Regions from separate parts of the Podarcis muralis genome. Here region 1 is linked to region 2. Evidence: chromatin contacts called from public Hi-C data. All regions are on one chromosome and are shown on one strand. Each heading gives the region's core, a stretch centred on a gene start, on an enhancer-like site or on the middle of the called end of the contact. The rest is flanking DNA. Distances are from core to core; before and after follow the strand shown. Region 1 holds the start of EFCAB11 (EF-hand calcium binding domain 11). Region 2 holds the start of PSMC1 (proteasome 26S subunit, ATPase 1).

Region 1 (5,844 bases), core at 130-2,629, 140 kb before region 2:
CACGCTGCAGATAATTTGGCTAGTGTCTAATTATTTGGCTAGCTATGGAGGGACTAGCCAGGTTTTCTGCTCCAGGTGAAGCCTCCAGAGGGACACAACTAAGGTTCCCAATGTGTGGGGTTTCTGTGTGTGCCAAACTGAGTCTTTGACCTGGGTGAATGAAGCCTTGTTTCGCCTCTGGTCTAGCCCAGAGTGCAGCCTACAAGCACCCAAGCCTCTTGATAGTTTCCAAGTCATGGGAAGTAACAATTCCTTGTTAGATTCATCTGGAGTAACGTGTCCAGGTATGGGACTCCTCACTTTAAGGAGGATGTGGACCAACTGGAAGGGGACAGAAGTACAGGAAACGAAGTCCTTATGAGGAAACGTTGAACAAGCGTACCCTGAAGAAGGAAAAAGACTGAGGTGGGATTATAAAAAGGTAAAGGACCCCTGACAGTTAAGTCCAGTCACGAACAACTCTGGGGTTGCGGCGCTCATCTCGGTTTACTGGCCAAGGGAGCTGATGTTTGGAAACGCCATTTACCTTCCCACCGGAGCAGTACCTATTTACCTACTTGCACTTTGACTTGCTCAGCAAGCCCTAGGCTCAGTGGTTTAGACCACAGCGCCACCAGCGTTCGTTGAGGTGGGATTATAGCACACCTCAAATATCTTCTAATGAAGGGCTGTTGCTTTAGAAGAGAGCAAAGCCTTTATCTTTTCTGCCTTAGATGGCAGGCCTATACCTAATGTGTTTACAATGAAATAAGGTGTATTTTGATTGAACATTAGAGGAACTTAAATGCAGCCCTGTTTAGGGACGTTTTTAATGTTCGATGTTTTATTGTGTTTTAAATATTCTGTTGGGAGCTGCCCAGAGTGGCTGGGGAAACCCAGCCAGAGGGGCGGGGTATAAATAAATTGTTTTGTTGTTGTCGTTGTAAATGTTGGGGGGGGGGGGTTGTGTTGGGGGGGTCGCTACTGACCTTCAAGCAAAGGCCAGACATCCGAATACCGAGGATTTCCAGCATCTATGATGAAATGTTTAGGAGTACATATTGAGGAGACCCAGGTCCAAATCACCACTAAGCTGCCTGGGATGGTCTCGGGCCAGTCACTCCCTGGCCCACCTCACAGGGCTGTTGTGAGGACGAAAGAGAGCGGAGGAAAAGCGGAACACAAATGCAACTAAAGAACACCCAACACAAACACACACACCCCACACCTCGTTACCTACTTTAACCCACCGCTTCCTGCGACTCTCCTCACCACTTAATCCGCTCCCTGCCTCTCCCCGCCAAGCGCACATCGCAGACGTTGCCTCAAACCGGCGCCAAGCTTCCCATGGCAACCCAACCGCTCTCCTTAGCAACCCCAACACCGCCCCTCATTGGCTGGAAGCGCGAGGCGGGAAAGCCGCTATTGTCCCCACCCACTCTCTCTCCCTCCTGGGCCGAGGGAATCGTCTGATTGGGTGAGGCGTCTGTCATATGGTTTCGAGGCGGGCGGTTACTCTCCCGGAACCGGAAGCTCGTTCTATAATAGGGCCGCCCGTGGCGGTTCTGGTTCCTCCACGCTGCGCTGAACGCGCTTGGCTCAAAAGCCCCGGTTGCTTTTGAGGAGCTTCTTTCCCTGTTTCTTTGCTTCCTGAGGGAATGGCGGCCTCCGCAAAGGGGTAGTTCTGCAGGGCTCCTGCCAGGACACCGTCCGCTTTCGGTTGCAAGAAGCGACCCAAACTCTTCCTCTGCCGTGTTTCTTATGTCAGCCGCTCTGAAAATAAAATAAAAAAATAGGCATTTGAGTTTAGCCCTTTTTTAGCCGCCCAGTAGGTGAACGTGCCAGCTTCACCCGGGGCAGCCCTTTAAAAAAGGTATTTTTGAAAGGTCACCCGTGGCTAACTGGCCCTTTAAGGTATAGGAAGAAAAAGCAGGTTCCGACCTGGAGGCTCACTGGTCTGAAGGGAAGAGAGTGTGGGCTGTGGAGGAGAACGTGTGAAAAAGCGAAAACAACGGAAAAGGTGAAAGGGGTTGTGATGAGGAGGTGGGCATAGTAACCCCTGAGCTCCTCCTAGTTATCACCTCTGCTCCCCACCCCACCCACCCTGATCCTCCTGGCACAATATCATGTCTCAGGGAAGTGAGCATGGGAAATGGACAGTGTCTAGTAGCGATGATGAGAGTGCAGGGGAACAAACGAACAGCCAGATGCCGTCCACCTCTTTGCTGCAGCAAACTGGGCAAGCGAAGGGTCCCCGTTACCCTTGCTCAGAGGCCAGGAAAGCTGCTCACAAAAGAAAAGCATCTCCCCTGGAACATAGCGATGGGAGCTTTCCGCAGGAAGTGGCCCCGGCTCAGAAACAGAAGCCCTCTCAAGAAGGTTTAGGTTGGTGCCTTTCTAGTAGTGATGATGATGATGAAGACGATCCGAAAGAGCGAAGGGGGAAAGGAGGTGCAGCAGCTGGAGTCGGGCAGGAAGAACATTGTGCTCCTAAGGGGATCCTATCAAACCATAAACTTCCACCAAGCTACGAAACGACAGAGCCATCTGACAGAGTACAAGATGCTTGGGATCTATTAAATGGACGAAACCCTTTCAGATTCTTCCTCACTAAAGTCAAAGGAATTAAGGCAAAGTACAATTCTGGATCCCTACACATAAAAGGTAAGTAATGGCATGCTGGAATGGGGATAAATGCATACACATTTTGGGTGTTAGCTTTTTCTAAGAGATGGTATAAATGCTACTGCAGATGGTATATAGAGGCATTGCAGTGTAATGTGTGAAACAAATGAAAGATTGCAGTGGTCAGAAAACTAGCTTGGGGTTCACACACATGCACACCACTTGATTTACTTATCTTTGCTGACTAGCAGTGGTTTCAGTTGAAAAGCATAGCATTTTAGGTGATATTAAACAGTGGGTGGCGCTGTGGTCTAAAGCACTGAGCCTAGGGCTTGCTGATCAGAAGATCATGTTGACCAGCTGTACGCTGGCTTCCTCGGCCAATAAAGCGAGATGAGCGCCGCAACCCCAGAGTCGTCCGTGACTGGACCTAACGGTCAGGGGTCCCTTTACCTTTAAAGCTCTAGCAGGTATTTTTATTCAATAAAGTCTCTGACCAAAGACTCCTGAATAAGCTTAGTAGTTTGGTGATAAGAGGACATGTCCTCTTAGGAATCACTAACTGGTTACAGAAGAGGACGGAGATAATAAATTGACAGTTCTCATAATGGAGGGATCTGTGAAACGGGATCACCTGAGTATTAGTATTGGGATCTCTGCTTTTAACTTTGTTCATGAATGTCCTGTAGCTGGGGGTGATCCTGAGGTTGCCTGGTTTTCTGACAACACCAAATGATTCAGAATGGTAAGAATAGAAAGGTATGGTGAAAAGCTCTGAAAAGCATCTCTTCAAAATATGTGACCAGAGATTAAAATGACACTTACACCCAGTAGGGTCTAAATGACAAATGTAAGTGGGATGTAAAATGGCAAATGTAAGTGTCCCATTGTAAGTGGGACAAAAAATCCTAACTCCGCATAAACACTTAGGTCCTGAACGTATGGGATAGTGGTAGAATTTGATGAATATGTTGACACAGTGTGCAGCTTGTTAAAGAACAAATAGTTTACACTTTTGTGAGGTAGGCTTGTTTTCAGTTACATGTCTCAACCCTGAATTTCACTTATGGTTAATGTTGTTAAAACAAATTTGCTGATGTTTATTTCAGTAGAAATGCTTATTTACAAAACTTTAAATTTTTATGGCAGATATTTTGTCTCCCCTCTTTGGGACTCTTGTATCTTCTGCTCAGGTAACTTTATACATTCATGTTGCTATTTTAAAACATAATGCAGTTCCCTTACCCATAGGATTTGCAAGGGCATTTAAAGGAGTTTTCTGAAGATGCACATAACTTTTTGGTCAGCTCGTTTGCCCATTTGGGGGGGGGGGGAATCAAACCCCATCTCAGGAAATACCATTATTAGAACCAACTAAAATGTCAAAAAGCATCAAGCAAGTTTTTCAGAGGAATGGGTGTAGTGAACTTTAAAGCTTGTTGACTTTAGTGACATTTTAACTGGTCCTAATAAAGGTTTCACACCATCATAGCTTTCTGCTGAACATGATTTGTCTTAATATTTGGGAACAGGTTTCAATTTTTATTTTCCTCTTTGCACTTTTTTATGCATTTAGTTCGATAATTTTTTGCTGTGTTGGATTGATAATTTTGCTAATGCTGCATATGCCTTGAAAATAAATGAGATAGCCTATATTCATACATTGTGTGGCAGATGAAACCTAATTAATGTGCAGCAGTAAAAACCTTACTTAAGCATGTCCTGCATTTTAAAGGTGCTAGTTACATGGGTAAGCATTTTCTTGCTTAGCGTGTATAATGACTCCTATACTTAGGAAATAAAAATCTCCCTAAACCAACTTCCCCAACCTTGAGTCTCCACAAGTTGAGCTACAACATCTGGGGAATCCAAGGTGGGACGAGGCTGCTCTAAACTTTCAGTAAGTGTTACTATGGGGAAAGGTAGCACACAGGTTCTAACTATTCCTTCTTTTTCTCTTCATGACAAAGTTTAACTATTGTATAGATGTGGAGTGGCTTGTCAAACAGTATCCAAAGGAATTCAGGTATGCTTCTTTGAGAGGAGCTCCCTCTTGTAGTGCTTTTCTTCTTCTTCACATTACTGTATTTATTTATTTATTAATTACATTTACATACCGCCCTTCATCCAAAGGTCTCAGGGCAGTTGACAAGATGATGAACTTTTCTTAAGGTTCAATTGAATCAACATAAAAATGGTCTAGGTTACATACTTCTTGTGAGATTAAATTTATTGCAATGATGTGATGTTGGTTTTTAGATATTTCATCTCCATAAATTTATCAGTGATGAGTAATGGAGTCTCCATGTTCAGAGGCAATATACCACTGAATATAAGTTGTTGGGGAATAATAGTGGGGTATTGTCTTCATTATTTTTTTGGACTGACTCTGCAAGCCTTTAACGTTCTTAACTGCAGCATTGTTTTATGTCTGGAACAGTGCAAACTGGGCTGTCTTGCAACCATGGTTTGCATATCTGTTTCAAACTTGTTGTGAGGGCCATCTGGTTCTAACCATGGTTTACAGGGACATAATGTGTTCCCCTGGTTAAAGTATTTACAGTGGTACCTTGGGATGCAAACGGGATCCGTTCTGGAGCCCCATTCACATCCAGAAACAAACGTAACTAGCAACAGCACGTCTACGCACGCATGCGTCACTTTTCAACGCTTCTGCGCATGCATGTGACGTTATTTTGAGCGTCTGCGCATGCGCGAGTGGCGAAAGATGGAAGTAACGCGCTCCATTACTTCCGGGTTGCCATGGAGCGCAACTCGGACGCGCTCAACATGAAGCACATTCAACCCGAGGTATGACTGTATTTCATAAAATTTATGTACCACTTGATGCAAAGAAAACCTCAAAGAAGACCATGAAAGTGAGTGAAGGAAGATGCATGAGGGAACCTGTAGGAAGGGAGGGTGAGGGAGTCCACATTACACTCCCGATCATTCAGTCACATTGACTGATGTGGGAAAGGGATGTAGCTCCATGCTAGAGCATTTGCTTTACATGCAGATGGTCCCAGATTCAATCCCTGATGCTCCTTGTTGGGCTGGGGATGTCCCTTGTAAGAAAACACTTTTTTGAAAATCCTGAGAGGCATTTCCAATTGGAGTTGACAATACATACTTCCAGCATAATTAAACAGCTTATAGCCAGTAGCTCAGCTGGAGGTTTGTGTGGTTTATCACCAGTGAGTTGTCTAATGAAGTTTCCTTTGCTCTAAGGGACAAGCC
Region 2 (6,126 bases), core at 2,631-5,130:
TACAGAAGACAACTAGACTGGCAGATGAATCATAATTCACCATTGGTGTTGGTGAATCAGGTGGCTCCCTCAATTTGCCTATTGGTAGTGCTGGCCCTAGTCAATATCATAGGTTGGCCATCAGAGCTTTGTTGGAAGGCTAAGCTATTAGACAGGAAGCAACATTTTTTTTAATCATGAACCAAAGAGCATGCCCGTCTTCATCAACAGTCCCTTGTAGTGTTCAATGCCCTTGTGGTGTCCCTGCAGGGCAAGACTAAACATGACTCTCAGCAAGAGATCTGCTTAGTCACACAATATCCTATTAGCTTTGTCTTCCTGTAGTCATAAGGAATCAAAACTGTTTTTCCTTATCCTTCACACAGTATTTCAACTGTTTCTTCAGATATAAAAATAGTTACTGCCTGGCTATATTTCCTTATGGCCACCTAGCCAGTAAGCAAATATTTTCAAGCCATTTTCAGATTTAGCAGGAACAGATACTGCAAAATGATGATGATGATGATGATGCAGGGCTTCCACACCAACCATGAAGTTGGCATATATACTTTTTACCAGCAAAAATTGGCAGATTATACAGGAAATCTCTGTTCTTCAGTAAAGAGGAGCATGGTGCAAATCATGCCTTGCCTTGTCTAAGCACATGTACTTGGAAGTAAGTCCTGTTGATCTCAGAGGAATGTGTACTTTCAAGTAAGCATGCTGAGTAACATGGTCACTCTGAAAAGGCAAAATACAACTTCTCTAGCATGTGCTCTAAATGCAAATGGTTGTGTGTGGGCATGTGTAGCTGTCCCCAGAGCTTTAGCATAATTGCCCTGATAACTCTCCTTCGGAAGAGATTTGGATGTTCACAAGAAGCAGGAATGTCAGGGTGTAAGTGCAAAGCTTCAGTACAGGTGCACTTTAGAGATACTGAATGAAGTTACACACAAGGACCAATTTCTAGAGGGAACAAAATATTCTTTTAAAGTGGTATGTCTTCCTAATGGTAAGAGCTGCCCAACAATGGAAGTAATTGCCTTGGGAGGCTCTCTTTGGAGTGACATTTAACCAAAGATTGGACAGCCATCTGCAAGGGATAATGCAGATGCATCTGACATTGCAGATCCAGCACGTTGCAGGCAGTTGGATTAGATGACTTTCAAGTTCATTCCAACTTTATAATTCCATGATTTTATGGAATTGTAGCCTCGCAGTTTAGGGACGCGGGTGGCGCTGTGGGTTAAAGCCTCAGTGACTAGGACTTGCCGATCGAAAGGTCGGCGGTTTGAATCCCCGCGGCGGGGTGTGCTCCCGTCGCTCGGTCCCAGCGCCTGCCAACCTAGCAGTTCGAAAGCACCCTCAGGTGCAAGTAGATAAATAGGGACCGCTTACCAGCGGGAAGGTAAACGGCGTTCCGTGTGCTGCGCTGGCTCACCAGATGCAGCTTGTCACGCTGGCCACGTGACCCGGAAGTGTCTGCGGACAGCGCTGGCTCCCGGCCTATAGAGTGAGATGAGCGCACAACCCTAGAGTCTGTCAAGACTGGCCCGTACGGGCAGGGGTACCTTTACCTTTACCTTTAGCCTCGCAGTTTACATTTGCTATCCTTTATTAATCAGCTACGCCAGGTAGAAAGTTGTACACTGATGGCACCATATAAATACTTCCAAGTAAATTCATAGAATCAGGCTGCAGATCATGCTTATCTCCATCAAAATAGGGGTGTGAGCAAGTCCTGAGTACCCATTTATGTAATATTGGTAGAGTTTAGTTTCTTGACTAAACTAGTCTGAGGCCATTCTGACATATCATGAAAGGCACAAATCCTCCTACTTACATAACATTTGTGGCAGAGGCATAATATTTCTTGGGTTACAACAGAGCGAAGCAGGAGTGATCTTTATTAACTACTGTGGCAATGCAGCCAATCAATAGGTTTGTGCAGTGCTTTTTTCTGGGGGGGACGCAGGGGTACTCATACCCCTAAACATTTTGTGAATCTAAGTTTGGCCTCATTGAGGGGCAGTATTTCAATATGAGTAGGAAAGTGAGAGTACCCCTAAACATTTTTTTAGGGGGAGGAAGCACTGGGTTGGTGAAAATCCATCCTGAATTTGGCCTCTGCTTGCAATGTATCAACTTTATGAAATTTAGTTATGCAGAGCCCTCTGCTGGCTTATTTTTTTCTCCTCCTACATTTTTGAAAGCAGTTTGTAGTATTGCAAGTACAGAGAGTTTAGATCAGGGGTCAGCAAACTTTTTCAGCAGGGGGCTGGTCCGGTGTCCCTCAGACCTTGTGGGGGGTCGGACTATATTTTGAAAAAATAATAATGAACCAATTCCTATGCCCCACAAATAACCCAGAGGTGCATTTTAAATAAAAGCACACATTCTACTCATGTAAAAACACACTGATTCCCAGACCGTACGGGAGCCGGATTTAGAAGGTGATTGGGTCGGATCCAGCCCCGGGCCTTAGTTTGCCTACCCATGGTTTAAAGCAGACAAAAAAGGCTTGTTCTTCATATATACAAATAATAAAATTACTATTATTATTTTCTCCTTAAATTCCATGGGAGACTGTAAGAAGAACCTAGGAAGACAAGTTGTGGTAAACAAAGTATAAATCTTAAAAAGAAAAATAATGGTTTAATTAAGTAGCAACTAAGAAAACTAGGCAATAGAGAAAACTAATAGGAATTAAATATTATAATGTATGAATCCACATCGGTGTCACAGAAGGCTAAAGGACACACATTTTAGTAAGCTTGACAAATTATTTCTCTCCGGCAACATCAGGAAGTCCTTACTCCACCGGGAGTATAATTAATTTTAGAGTCCCTTGGTGACTAACATAGCACTAAGGCAAAGATTTCATCAGTGCAAAGACTTCTGCTTGTGCAACTGTTCTCCATCTTTCCTCTCCCCATGCACCTCGCATACCTGCTGTTCTAGGGATTTATTCGATCCCCTGGATTGGGGGTGGGTGTATGGGTCACGCTCAGGGAAAGGAGGAGGAAAGCATAGTGTTCCCTTTGCTTCTCCTATCCTTAACCTCAAAGCTCTGTCTAACAGAATTCTAAACCTACTTGTATATCTGCAGATAATATCTGCAAATTATTCACCATTTTAATTATCAAGTTTCCCCTAATATAGTTTTGCTCCGAGATGAGGCATTTTATGTAATTAAAACTCTCTCTCTCTCTCTCTCTCTCTCTCTCTCTCTCTCTCTCTCTGTGTGTGTGTGTGTGTGTGTGTGTGTGTTTTCCACACCCACCCTGTGGTGGGCACCAATGCAGGAGGGGACCCACCAGAGATCACTTCGCTCCAGGGCCGTGGAAAGCGACTCAGATCTGAGGCTAGTCCTGTCTTTGCATCAGAAAAAACTATTGCATGTTCCAATCATATCGCCTTCAACTGTGCTGGCAGCAGCACGCACACATTTTTCTTCAGATCATCAGCAGGACGTTTAATATGAACATGCACTTAACATAAATCCTTTTTTTAAAAAACCGAAACAACAGAGCTTTTGCACATAAATCAGCACGCGTCGATCCTTTATTTATCAAAATGTTAATTCCCTTTCTCTTCCCAAACCAACGCCAAGAGCTTTTCCATTGCAACACCTCTCTTCCAAAACGTTTCCTGTCCCTTCCAAGATCAACTCATTTAAAGCATTTTTCTTTTCTTTTCTAAATATACCCTCTTTGGGGGCACACGGCAACACACACAACCCGCCCTCCACCCCCAGGGAATCAAAACATCTACGACGGCGCCCTTTCTCCCGTTCCCATAGAAACAAGCGGGCGTCCTTTTCCCGGAGTCTTCTTTTTGATAGGCTCCTGCCAATCCTTGGCTCCGCCCCCTATCGGCGTCGCTCTTGCTTCGCGCATGCTTTTTGGTCCTCGCGGGGGCCCGTAGCGAGCCCGCTTCCGCTTCCGCCGCTTCAAGGGTCCGCTCAGTTTCCGGCGGCCGGCTGTGAGTGAGCAGAATGGTGAGTCGGGTTGGGGAGGCCGGTGATTCCGGGGTTTTTCGGTCTGCGGGCGCCGCAGCTGGGCCTCGCCTGGAGAAACCGAGAGGTGGCGAGGAGGAGGAGGAGGGAGAGGTGGACCAGGATCCTGCCGCTTCCGTCTCTCTGCGTGGGCTTCGCAGATTTAATGCGGTGTCATGGCCCGCCCCCTACCCGAGGCGGGGTGGATGGCGTGCGATGGAGACGGGGCGGGGGGGGGGGGGACCAGAGAGCAAGGAAGAGCGGGGCTAAAGGCCTCGAGGGCCCATTGCGGCGGCGAAGGTGGTCGCGGAGGAATCCGGGCCCCTTCTGGGAGCTCGCTGTCAAGAGTTAGGTTGTGACGGCCTTGGCGCTCGTCGGTTGTGGTGACGCCTAAAGTGAGACTTATGTGGCCACTAGTCGCATCTGCCAATGTCAGCCTCTGGTGTGGGAAACACACACACAAACACCTGCCCGTCTATCTGTACAATACAGCGGTACCTCGGGTTACATACGCTTCAGGTTACAGACTCCGCTAACCCAGAAATAGTACCTCGGGTTAAGAACTTTGCTTCAGGGTGAGAACAGAAATCATGTGACGGCAGCAGGAGGCCCCATTAGCTAAAGTGGTGCTTCAGGTTAAGAACGGACCTCCGGAACGAATTAAGTACGTAACCAGAGGTACCACTGTACTGCACAGACTTTTGTGCCCCAGAGTGGCTAGGTCAATCCTGTCAGGTGGGAGGGTACAAACAATGAAATAATAATAATTGTTTTTGTTTGTGTAACTCATGTGCCTTATGCACACAAATATACAGCCATACCTCAGGTTACAGACACTTCGGGTTGTGCACCGCGCCGAACCTGGAAGTACCGGAATGGGTTACGGCTGGGTTTCGGTGCATGCGCAGAAGTGCAGAATCGTGATCCGCATGTGTGCAGACACAGCGCTGCTGTTTGCGGACGCTGCGGGTTGCAGATGTGCTTCCCGTACGTATCATGTTCGCAACCCGAGCATCCACTGTATTCATGCCTCACATGTATAGGTCTCTGTGTGTGAATCGCGGCTCACACATACAGGTCTCTGTGTGTGAATTGTTTGTTTACGGAGGTTTTTGTGTCCTGTTTACCCCAGTAAAGCTGTGATTCCAAGAGACCGTTGAGTCAAAGGGTAAAACTCTTTAACCACTTGGCAGATCTAAAAAATAAAATAAAAAACGCAGCAGTAGCTTTTAACTTATAAAAGCCCACAAAGCTTCTCATTGGCAGGTTGGTTGTGCAGGGCAGTCGCATTGCTTTTATCGTAAGCTGCCCTAGTTGTAGTGAAAGCCCATTTACTTAGTTATGTAGTGGAGTGATTTGAATTGAGGACATCCTGCTTTTGGCCCTTAGTGCAGTTGTATACATGCTTACCTGGAAGCAACCCCACCGGACATTATAAAGCTTCCAAATAAACATTCGTAGGATTGGACTGCACATCACTATGCTAGTGTGATTAGCTCTCCAAACACAAATGAGAATTTTTTTGTCAGTTTGGTTTTAAACTACTGCTGTTTAAAAGCACTTCACTGTGAAGAATTTTTGTTGAAACTAAAAGTTATATTCTTTTCCAGTGTGGCAGATCGTAGTCTGTACTTCCAGTTTCATTAAGATGCTGGAAGTTTACACCTGTTTTGCACATCTTAAGCTGCAGCCCTAAACATGCATGCAGTATGATCCTAAATATCTCAAAAGTCATTTCTGCTGAATTCATTGAGACTTGCTCCCTCAAATGTGCGGATAGGATTACAACCTTACTTGGGTGGTAGAATGGGACTTGGTTCATGGTGTAAATATTTGAATATCAATATGTTTAGTACAGGTCCCCCCCCCCCCAACTCATGTTCCGGGCCCCTGTGTACATAAATGAAATCATGTAATGTGGTGAGAACCCCCATTTTAATAGGGAGAGTGCACAGAGAGGAGAGAGACAGATTCACCCTGGAAATTGCTCGGGCCACTACCTGGCCTGCCTGCCTGCCTGAGGTGAGCCTGCCTGCCTGCCTGAGGTGAGCTAGTGTGTGCCCAGCAGAACTGGTGCCAGGATGGCAGAGGCAAGGAGAAAGTGCCTCCTGCGCCACTGGTCGAGGGAAGGGCAATTATTTGTTTACGAT

What was found. A called contact is a pair of places that touch in the nucleus more often than the background predicts.
Region 1: a contact with region 2 is called in a Hi-C map of blood, with 2.6 times the contacts expected there. The contact joins the promoter of EFCAB11 here to the promoter of PSMC1 in region 2. A contact is called at or near these places in 2 of 3 Hi-C or Micro-C datasets (blood and tail).

The regions. Positions count from the first base shown.
Region 1 is chr1:23,796,104-23,801,947 of rPodMur119.hap1.1, reverse strand. It overlaps EFCAB11 (EF-hand calcium binding domain 11), which reads right to left and starts at 1,379. Exons shown (of 5, transcript XM_028717855.2): 1 at 1,220-1,379. The coding sequence starts at 1,291. It overlaps TDP1 (tyrosyl-DNA phosphodiesterase 1), which reads left to right and starts at 1,519. Exons shown (of 15, transcript XM_028717814.2): 1 at 1,519-2,643; 2 at 3,754-3,797; 3 at 4,575-4,630; 4 at 5,836-5,844. The coding sequence starts at 2,106.
Region 2 is chr1:23,662,588-23,668,713 of rPodMur119.hap1.1, reverse strand. PSMC1 (proteasome 26S subunit, ATPase 1) reads left to right here and starts at 3,880. Exons shown (of 11, transcript XM_028717789.2): 1 at 3,880-3,979. The coding sequence starts at 3,977.